3 separate regions of the Anas platyrhynchos genome follow, and regions 1 and 2 are each linked to region 3. Evidence: chromatin contacts called from public Hi-C data. All regions are on one chromosome and are shown on one strand. The core of a region is the stretch at or near the end of the contact, and the rest is flanking DNA. Distances in the headings are between cores, read along the strand shown. Region 1 overlaps LOC101804044. Region 2 holds the start of ATP12A (ATPase H+/K+ transporting non-gastric alpha2 subunit). Region 3 overlaps GRAMD1B (GRAM domain containing 1B).

What was found. Hi-C and Micro-C count contacts between places; a contact is called where the count stands out from the background.
Region 1: a Hi-C map of skeletal muscle shows a contact between it and region 3, with 2.4 times the contacts expected there. The contact joins two enhancer-like sites. A contact is called at or near these places in 3 of 8 Hi-C or Micro-C datasets (liver and skeletal muscle).
Region 2: a Hi-C map of subcutaneous adipose tissue shows a contact between it and region 3, with 1.9 times the contacts expected there. The contact joins the promoter of ATP12A here to the enhancer-like site in region 3. A contact is called at or near these places in 2 of 8 Hi-C or Micro-C datasets (liver and subcutaneous adipose tissue).

The regions. Positions count from the first base shown.
Region 1 is chr25:7,893,205-7,896,741 of IASCAAS_PekinDuck_T2T, reverse strand. LOC101804044 reads left to right here. Exons shown (of 63, transcript XM_072027710.1): 50 at 172-383; 51 at 1,100-1,262; 52 at 1,665-1,747; 53 at 2,565-2,725; 54 at 2,981-3,134; 55 at 3,510-3,537. Among named protein-coding and RNA genes, the nearest start is that of ATP12A, 45 kb to the right of the region's middle. Within about 2 kb of position 2,236, at least 1 of the 8 cell types and tissues checked has an H3K27ac peak or open chromatin away from gene starts, as enhancers often do.
Region 2 is chr25:7,848,287-7,851,711 of IASCAAS_PekinDuck_T2T, reverse strand. ATP12A (ATPase H+/K+ transporting non-gastric alpha2 subunit) reads right to left here and starts at 1,647. Exons shown (of 23, transcript XM_005026624.6): 1 at 1,383-1,647. The coding sequence starts at 1,391.
Region 3 is chr25:7,776,960-7,780,009 of IASCAAS_PekinDuck_T2T, reverse strand. It overlaps GRAMD1B (GRAM domain containing 1B), which reads right to left. Exons shown (of 24, transcript XM_072027759.1): 6 at 2,889-3,050. Among named protein-coding and RNA genes, the nearest start is that of SCN3B, 46 kb to the left of the region's middle. Within about 2 kb of position 1,634, at least 2 of the 8 cell types and tissues checked have an H3K27ac peak or open chromatin away from gene starts, as enhancers often do.

The DNA of each region.
Region 1 (3,537 bases), core at 987-3,486, 120 kb before region 3:
GCGCAGGATTTGAGAGTGAGTCTTTCACATAATTGCTAGGTCCTTGGCAGCGAACAGCATGTGCAAATACAGAAATCTGCTGTGTTCATGTCCGTGTACTTAACTGTCATCACTGCTGCAGGCTAAAGGACACTTAGATCAACCTGTGCCTTCCTTCTTTGTCCCTTTTAGGTTTGCCCATGTTTTCCTGGAATCTGGGACATATGTTTTCAGGGATAGGACCATTCAGGAACACTTCTTGATTGTGACTGTGAATGAAGCAAATGTGGGCTGCGGCCCCAGAAATGTGTCCTTCCAGCCCTCTTCTCTGTTCCAGCTGGCCAGACATGGGGTTCTGAAGCACCAGGAGCTGAACTTAGCTCCTAACTGGGCTGCTATCACAGGTACAGCCAAAATGCTGGGGGATTTTGAACTCTGATGCTTTGACATAACCTTCATTGTACCTGCTTGGGTGTGTTTAAACCAGCATTTCTTAAGAAATGCCATCAATCCATGGGCTGTGTCATTTTTAATCCATTTCCCCTGTCAGTTTTTCCTTCCTGAAGTTCACGGCTCTGTAGCCAAGAACCTGCTTGTGGAGGAGCAGAAGGGAGAGAGCGGGAAGGAGCAGTTATATTTCTACCCACACCCTGCTTGAAGAATTCAAGTAATTGAGGGCATTGTTTCCCTTGGCATGAAAGCAGAAAGTGTCAGTATGTTTCCATGATAAACTAAACTGAAATTAAATGCATCATTTAAGAGTTCACTAAAGGGTAACCAGAAGGGCAGTTAAGGTCTTTTCCCAAAGCCCTACCTCTCTGTAAGTGTTCTGCCTGTACCAGACTCTTGTCCTTCAGAGAGAGGACAGCAAAATGATGGAAATGAAAGCAGGAGTCTTGGTTCTCTTAACTACCTGCGTGGAAAACATTTTCTCTCCTTGCCTGTGTGTACCAGATCAGGGAGGGGAGGAGCAGAAGCCTGTGTGATGAAGATGAAACTTGCTAAATGTTGGTTTCTGTGGGAAGGAGAGCATTTAGTGGAGTGTAGAGGGAGACAGTGCTATTGACACAAACTGCTTCTTGTGTTTCTCACTTCTTGCCATCCCTTGTGGCTTCCCCAGCGGTGCTCTTTGTTCTGGGCTTCTTAACCGTGGTGCTGACAACCCTGGCTATTGTGCTTCAGCCCACTGTGCCCATCCTTAACCCCCTGAAGAGCTGGAAGCCACGGTGGAGGAGCCTGGGTGAGCCACACATCTCCCCAGAGTACGTCCTTCTCAAAGACAGGTAAGCTGCCTTCGGGTGGTAGATAAGCAACAGCTCACGCCTCAATAGTACCAAATCATGTCCTGCTGCACTTCTGCCTCCTTCAGTCCCAGGGCTGGACTCCTGGCCAGCAGCACAATAGCCTGAGTTTCTGGCTGCATGGGAAGTTTCTTGGTGTTCCCCAGCAGTGTTTCAGCTCTCTTCCAGCACAGTGCATGACAGCTCTACCGTGCCCTCTGCACTGAGTACTGTTCTAAGAACTGCCTGACCCAGGCTTCCTCTGTTTGTTTTGAACCTAGAGAAAAAAAAAAACATTCTTCTGCTTGAACTGAAGTAGTGATAGGGCAGTGTCTGATTTGACCAGGGTGAATGTGTATGTCAGACACAGAGATGCCCTTCACCAGCTTCTGTCCTTGCCTCTAGCCTGCAGTACTATCAGACGCTTGGCCCTCGTGGTTCTGGAGAAGATGCTGGCTTTGGAGAGAAAGGAGCTGCACATAAGGAAGGTGAAGTGATGTGCCAACCCCAGCTGTTTTCCCATTGCTTTCTTACCACTTGCTCCCCATTCTGTGTCTTCTGTTAGCCTGGTATGATGATTTTGATACCTTCTCACCTAGAAATATGTTCACACATGGCCACAGGCACTTTTACTGCTCTGCACTTGTATGTAGATGTTTACACACACGTCTTTTTATTTTAGGTTCACTTAATCTCTTTAGCTGGGGACTGTAACCTCCCATCATTGGAATGAATTAGTTTTTTTTTTTTTTTTTCCATTACTATGTTTTCTTTTTGCCCTCCTAGAAGGTAGGAGGGCAAGTGGCTAGCTCTGAAAAATAATTTGGACCAACATTGGGTTCAAATGATTAGTGAAGAAAAAAAAGATCTTTAACAATAATCCCCTGGACTATTTTGTTGTTTATTCTATTCTCTGAATGCATGTGATTCGTGGGCCTAAAAAGGCCTTCGATGACCTCATCTTGGCAATTTCAGGATGTTCACAGCACGTCTGGAGCCCAGTAGATGGCACTATCTAGTGGTGCTGAGAACAGTTCATGGAGAAACTACCACTCACAGCTACAAATCTGGTAGAGAAGTAGCACCCTGACAGTTTACTGGACAAGTTAGAAGTTGATAGTAACGCTCCGTCATCCTCCCCCTTACTAGGGAATGAGACCTTTCCTTATGTGTCTTGCCTATTCATGGTATTTACTCTCAGTACACAAAACACTGTTGCCTCCTATGGATAGTGAGTGCCCCTTGGGGGGTAATAGAATAGATTTGTGGCCAGTGTTCAGGCTTGAGTCTTACCTCGTGTTTCAGAAGAGTGTTTTGCAGTGAGAGATCTGGAGGATTTCAGTGTTTGCACCCTGTATGATAAGCTGGAGGATCAGAATTTGCACCTGGCATCTCAGCTGGCAAAACACAGGATGGACGTGCTGGTGTTTTACAACGGAGTCAGGCAGCAGATTCAAGGTCTCACGGTCAGTGTGAAGAAACGATTGAGGGAAGGGGAGTCTTGGAACTGTGAAACTTGTGAGATGGATGGTTCCCCTGAAGTGGGGAATGATAGGTCTTACTCCCCACTGTACCCTATTTTGATTTTATTGTACACTAATTTTTTTATTGTACCCTAGCATAAAATAGCTTGTGCTAATCTCTGTTTTGATATGAGAGCAAGAAAGTGAAATGAATGGGTTGTGAGGCTTGCAAAGTAAAACGCTATTTGTTGTAAACAGGACATGGTGCAAGCACTGGACTCTGAAGGCCGGAAAATCTTTGCCAGGCAAAGGATTTGCGGGCATAAACCTGCAGAGAGCAGCTGGGCAGCAGTGGGTGTTGAACCGTGTGATGAGCACTGTAGCAGCAACTTCCGAGCAGTAGGGCACACAGGTGAGAGAAAGGGCAGAGCAAGAGAGAAGTGGAGCGGGAAGGAAGAAACAGTGGAATGGTTAAAAAAAAAAAAAAAAAAGGCACATCTCATACGGATGAGCTTGTGTCTTCCAGTGTTGTTGTAATTCTTGAAGAGTTGACAGCCTGTTGACAGAATACAGGTCTGTCAGCTTAGGCATGGGTGAGCACAGTTACAGCACCTCCCAGAAGTCCAAGCCTAATGAGTATGGCAGTGTCTGGTCGTCTTTTTAGGAGGCATCTTGAAGCCATCTGGGGAAGTTTCAGAGAAAGGTGCCTGCTCTTGCTTTTGCTCTGGTGATGACAACTTGACAGTTCTGTAGAAGTCCAATTTAATTGCTTATTGGGTTCCATTAGGTGCACCATGGCAAGAGGTAACAGAGTT
Region 2 (3,425 bases), core at 398-2,897, 72 kb before region 3:
ATTGAGGCAAACAACATAATGGTTGCCAGGGAGAACCAAGCCTGTTACTTCTGCCTTCTCTCTTTACTCATACTTGTCAATCTAGTAGCAGGTACACGAGACTTAAATAACTGAGGGCTGCTGCCCTGATGTTCTGCTTTTATTGATAACTTGAGGGGGTGGGGATGTTGCTGCCTCCCAAGTTTAAGTTAACACCGTAGTCTGAAGGGCAAACTTCCTGTGTTGCCAATTTACCAGCTTCTATAATCATAACGTTCCAGATATTAATTATCTTGTAAGCTACATGCCATTCCTTGGAAGAACTATTGGTTGACCCCATTTCAGAGGCTTCCTTAGAGATTAACCATCAGAGCTTTGTGAGAGTCATACTGGATCTTATCTGATGGTGTGCTCTACTAGCGAGATGGATGCACTCGTATGCTGCTGCTGCTGCTACCGGTCTGTCTAACAAGTACATACACATTTTTGTAGGACAGATGTCAATGTTCAGAGCTGTTCTGCAAAGGTAATGTTCCGGTTGAGTTGAAAGGAGGCATCCTACAAACAGACTAAACCACACAGCTCAGGTGATGGAAACAACAAGGAAAAGAAAGGTTTCAGATATCTTGCTATAATTATGAATTCAAAACTGGCACCCTGTCCTCCAATGCCCTTTAGTTAGAACAATGTTGAAATCTTGAAGTTGTATCTTGAGGAAGGAGGGAAGGGAAAAGCTAAGAGCTGGTGGTAGTTTGAGCAGTTACAAGTCTAGAATCCTTCTCCCTAAAGCACTTGGATTTGTTTGATACATATCCCAGGTAAAGAACATCTCTGTTACAAGATGTTCTGATTTTTTATCTTGTGGAAGATTTAGTCTGGATTATCAGTTGGGATTTTTCCTTCACATTTCTCCTCCTCCCTTTAACTATCCAACCCAAAATCTGTTTGGCTTTCCAAATCTCTAGAAAGTAGAGACCAGGACAGATAGAAAACAACTATTTGTTGCAAGAGTGTCACAGGAAGAGAATAAAGAAAATTCATGAAGTCACTAAAATCAGCAGATCACTGTGCATGATATACACGTAACCTTTAACCTGCACATTTTCATAAAATCTCAGATTTTGGCATTTGCAAAAGAGCTATCATTCATAAAGCTGTTGATTACAAAACTAGCCATTCCTAGAAGCATTTCCTATCCAGTCTTTACTTTTTAGGATTAGAAATTCACTCCTCTCTAGAGTGAAAATTTGAGTAGTGACACTGGATGCCCAGCATTGTCTAGTACCAGTTCCATTTTCACTAGCCCACAATTATAACACATACATGTATATTAAAACTTAATTCAGTGCTTATTCTTAAGAAACTTGTGCAGTAGCAGTAGTTCTGGTGAACAGTGTACTCACCTTTACCATCTTGTTGATTTTATTCCCTTGCTGATGGAATGAAACAGCCAAGCCAAAGGGTGTGGATGAAAAGCAAAAGCCCAGCCGAACCACAGAGTATCTCAGAGCACTTCAGGCTACTGCAGTGCGAAAGCTCACAGAGGTTGTAGTTCCCTCTCAGCTGACAAGCAGACGTTAGCTGGAATCCTGCTTGTGCTTTGGCATCCTTCAGGCAGGACGGGTTCGTTGTCCAAAGCCTGTGGAGAAAGAGCACTGTTTGCTAGTGCTTTATAAATCAGCATCTTGTGCTGCCACTCCACCCCTTCCCTTCCAGGTCCAGCCCATCTTCTGTTTCACCTGTGGTAGGTGGAAAAATACCACAGTAATGGGCATGTGGGTTTCAGGTCAGATAGTTTCTAATTATTCCTTTGTAGTGTTTGCTCACGACTAGGGAACAGGTGTATTATTCATCTTGCTAGAAGCAAAGAGTTTCCTTCGGCGACTTTCCAGCACCGGACTCCCCTTTGGATTTCTAGCTGTCACAGCAGCATGTGGTGGGGTAAAGGAAGCCTGAGCACATTTTGTATCTCCTGGCTGTTAACGTGTTGTTCTGTATGTCTGCCTTGGGTCCCTAAAAGTCAGATCCCTGCCACGTTTAGGTAACTAGGGATTTAATGGAGGAGTGCTCCTTCAAGTTTCTTAACTTTGACTTCATTTTTTATTTTGGATTGCATTTGTTGCGTTTTTAACCTTCATGTGGATCTGGAAAAAAAAATCACTTCCCCATGCATTTTCAGCAACACCACTTACCTGAACAGCTTGTATAAATTGTTTGTCTTGTGCCAATTACCAGCTTCCATATGGGAGTGATAACAAGATTTATGACATGCTTGATACCCGGTGTATCGCATCAGTCAGAGGTAAACTTTTTCTGCATCCCCGTAATTTCACTGAAGAAAAACTAAGACATACATGAAAAATTTTCTATACTTCACCATTACAGAATGTCTTTCATCTGTCTGGCAGAACTGGTCTCACTGCACATATAACGTTCCAGCAGTGTTCTACGTTATATAATTCATGAGCTTAAAATTGCATCATTGGAGATGCTGTGAGGTACCACAGTCACTGGCAGATGACTCCATTTGTCGTTAATACCACGTTAATAGAAATAACTAACATGGACCATTTCAAGCCATACGTGTAAGACAACCCAGAAACATGCTTTACTGCTTCAACAGGACCAAGAGCAAACACATTCAAACTAGGGACTGGCTTCCAGTGACTAGAGTTCATACCTCCTTAAGCTATGTTTATATTTAAAAACAGAACTGCGTCTATTTCTCAATTTACTTTTATTTGTCTTTTTCCATGGCGTTCTTAAATCTTAAAACGTTATGTAAGATACAGAATTGCATCGGGAAAGGTTTCACATTGAGTTTCTGCTGCTTGTTAATTTTTTTGAGAACTGGATTGTGTCCTGGAGCTTGAACAGAAACCTTTCAATATGCTTATAAACATCAGAGATTTCATGATGTATGCCATATGCAAGAACATATGTTGACTATTCAACGTCTCTGTGTGTCATGTGTTGCCCATTACCAAGCTACTAGAACCAAAAGGATTGAGAGGCACAGGGACATCAAAACCAGAATGGTATTGGACACTACACCAGAATGCTAATGCTGGAAGTGAGGGGCTATGCGAAAGCAAACATCCACTTGGAAATAGTGATAAGCCATCCAGGAGCACAGTTGTGTTGTCCTTCAGATCTATTAGCAAAGATGGTGAGCTGGGAAATGAGAGAAGAGGGCTAACGTAACTTTACCTTTTTCATTTATAATTTTTAACTGGGAACTGGGATTTACAATCCAGCAGTGAGGAATAGCTGGTAGATGGAAAACAGGAGCGGGTATCATACCCTGCTGTTCACTGACTTGTAAAAACAACTGCCTCACACTTCTTCCTAATAATTCATGATTTAGGATGTTTTCTGGGTCATTTTGATGGGTTTCACATTTCTCTAAGTCATAATTGTTTTTGCCTGGGGACAAATGCTAGGAA
Region 3 (3,050 bases), core at 385-2,884:
CCTTTTGTTTCTCTAACTGCAGTGAAGTATTTGTCCTCTTCGAAAAGCAAGGGGCTGGCTGCAAGCACATCCCAGTACCCGTACAAATGTGCTTTGCATGCACATCGCTCCGTGCCAATGCTCTTCCCACCTCTCCTGACAAATCTCTCCACAGCTTGGCAAGGCACCTCCAGCCTGCCACAGCCCAACCCTGACCTGCCCTACCCACACACCTCTCCCTACTCACCAGAAGCCTTTCGGGACTCTCTGCTACTCCAGCCCTGCGTTTTCCATAGAAGTTGTTTCACACCTCACCTTTAGTCCCACAGTTCTCATTTGTAGCATCCAAGCTACAGTTACCATGCAAGAGACGAGCTGTCTAAAGAAAGATACGGAGAAGTTTCCAGCAGACACCAGCAATCATGCAAGATAGGGCTGGCTACACGGGGCGTTCTGACAAAGGGAACTGTAAGCCAGTACTGTCAACTTCGCTGCTAACTAGCAACTTGCCTGGAATTAAATCCAAGGCATCAACTGGGGAAAAGCCAAGACATTGATTTAGTAGATCGAGAAGCCATCCAAGCCATTCTGGTTTCAACTTGCATACACACGTGGAAATGCCAGCAGCCTGGCACTCTGTCCAATAAGCATCCCATCAGCGTTTCTGGTTTTTACACTCTTCTGAGGGTAGCACAGAGATTTGAGATCACATCTCAAATGAGCTTATCTCCAATCCAAGCACCCACAGAGGGATTTTCTACTATTACCTTTCAGAGCGAGCCCATGAATTCTCACAATTCATTTGGGACAGGCCTGTTCTAACAGGTTTAAGCTGGGTTCATTTGAAATCACTGATCTTTAATATTTACATCACACAGAAAAAACATGTAAGGTCAGTAAACTGAGATCAATGGCCTCTCTAGTCTTCATCATAAAAAAGCAGGCAAGAAGTTACGGAGATCGACTCCCATTTCTAAAAGGCATAAAGAAGAGATGAAAGAGAAGGGATTATGTTCAGCCCACCAGAGCCAGCAGATCTCTCCCTGTAAAGACAGCAGCTATTTTTAAGGGAGAAAGAAAGCAAATCTTAAAATGAAGCCTAAAATTCTTTGGAAGTAATTGAAGGAGTGTAAGGAACAGGCCACTTTTCGCACCATGTGAGCAAATATTAAGGAGATCCCAGTGATATAAGTGAAACCAGCTTCTCAGCTACAGGCATCGGGGTGAGCTCTTGCTGACATTCTCGCAGCCGCACCAGGAGAATGCCTTACTGGAGTCACTGCTCAGTACCACGGGGAGGGTTTCTGCGTGATGAGACAATTCTACAGTGGGGCACAGGAGAGAAAAAAGAAGGCTTACTTTGGAGAGGCGCTTGTGTGACTTAATCGGAGAGAAAGCATGCAGGAATGAAAAGAGAGAAATTAAGGAAAGAAGAAAAATTACCTCACAAATCAAGAGAAGGAAAACCCACAAACCCATCAGAAAGCATTGTATCCCCCCCCTTCCTTGTTAAAAGCACCGTGAATTACTAACAGTTCCTCTGTTGGCAAGAATCACCCTCCCATGGCCTTGAATCACAGCACATCATGGGCCAGGGCAATGCAACTCATCTCTGCAACACCCCTTACCAAGGACGTGATTCTCCTGATGGACCCCATCTACAAACACAGCGTGCCCTGCATCCTGCCTGCCTCCCAAGCGCATGGCTTTCTTTTGGGGACAGACTGCCCAAGCGCACAAGGCTGACAGCACCATCATGAGGCTGCCATCCACCATCCTGGGCGGTGGTTGTAGCTTACTGTGTGCACAGGAAGAAGTCTGACCTCAAGGCAACCTCGGAACTGACTGGTCTCAAATGAATCATCTTGAAAAAAACCCTTTGCCCCCTTTTGAGCACACATACTCCTCCCTTAGTGGCTAGGGAGTCCTGTTTTCTCTGCTGACAGTGAACACAAAGAGGAGTGAATGAAGACTTTTTGTGCAATCCAGCAATAAATTGGGTAAAAGATCCCACAACTCATTTCACACAAGCCATCAGAGTTATGCTGTTCTGCCACCTGTGACACTGGGAAGTCGTTCAGGCTGAAATACTTCATAAAGCTGGAAAAATGCAAGTGCTCCTGACAGTAATCTTATAATACACCACTGACATCAGGGTTATAGTCAAAGGTTATGCTTGGTTCCCAAGGCACTAGCATGCTTTACCAGGTCCCACTGCTCACAGAAAATCAAGGGTCCCCAAACTTGAAGCCCTATTCCTCTGAGTATGGCAAACAAAGGCTGATACTGGTTCTAAGACCATCTGTCAAAAGACCTAATACTTCCCTAGGGAAAGTAGCATCTACCCAGCCAAGATTTCCATGGAGTTTGTCAGACAGTTGTAATACTGCACCCGTAAAAGTCAACGTGCAGAGGACTGGCAAACTGATTTTGTGCAATTTAAACCTCATCTCAACACGGGGCTTAGACAGGACTGGAGAAACGCATGGACCCTTCGCAGGCTGTCTGCACAGAGGAGCCTTTATTTCTTTCATGACCCTCCACGATCCAGTTGATAAAAAGTGATTGCAACAGCTGATTTTCAAGGTCTTGCTTAAAATCACAGAGCCTTCCAAGGAAATAGGGCTTTGATTGCAAAAAGATTAGCCTACCAAAGCCATTACGGAGCTGCTGTACAAGCCATCAGCAATTCCTGGACTGAGTTCACTGAAAGGATGATGGAGGTGCACTGAAGTCTGACCTACCCAAACAGCTCCCAGTTAGGAGAATTTTCAGAATTATGATGGGGGAAGAAGGAGAAGAGTTAGCCAGAAGTAAAAAAGGCACTGAACAAAACCAGTGTACCACACTTGAGTTTAAAGCAGCGGACAAATGTACACCTTGACCAAAGTTATTTGCTCATTCCTCACCTTGGAGTTCTTGGCCCCACTGCGGCCTGACTGAGAGGAACAGCTCCGCTGTACACCCTGCTCTGGCGTGGAAGGGGATTTGTCTGATGAGTGGTCTGAGCCTTTTTCCACCATGGTGTCTCCTTGGGAGTCCTGCGGTGTTGGGGACCGAGAGCGTTTGCG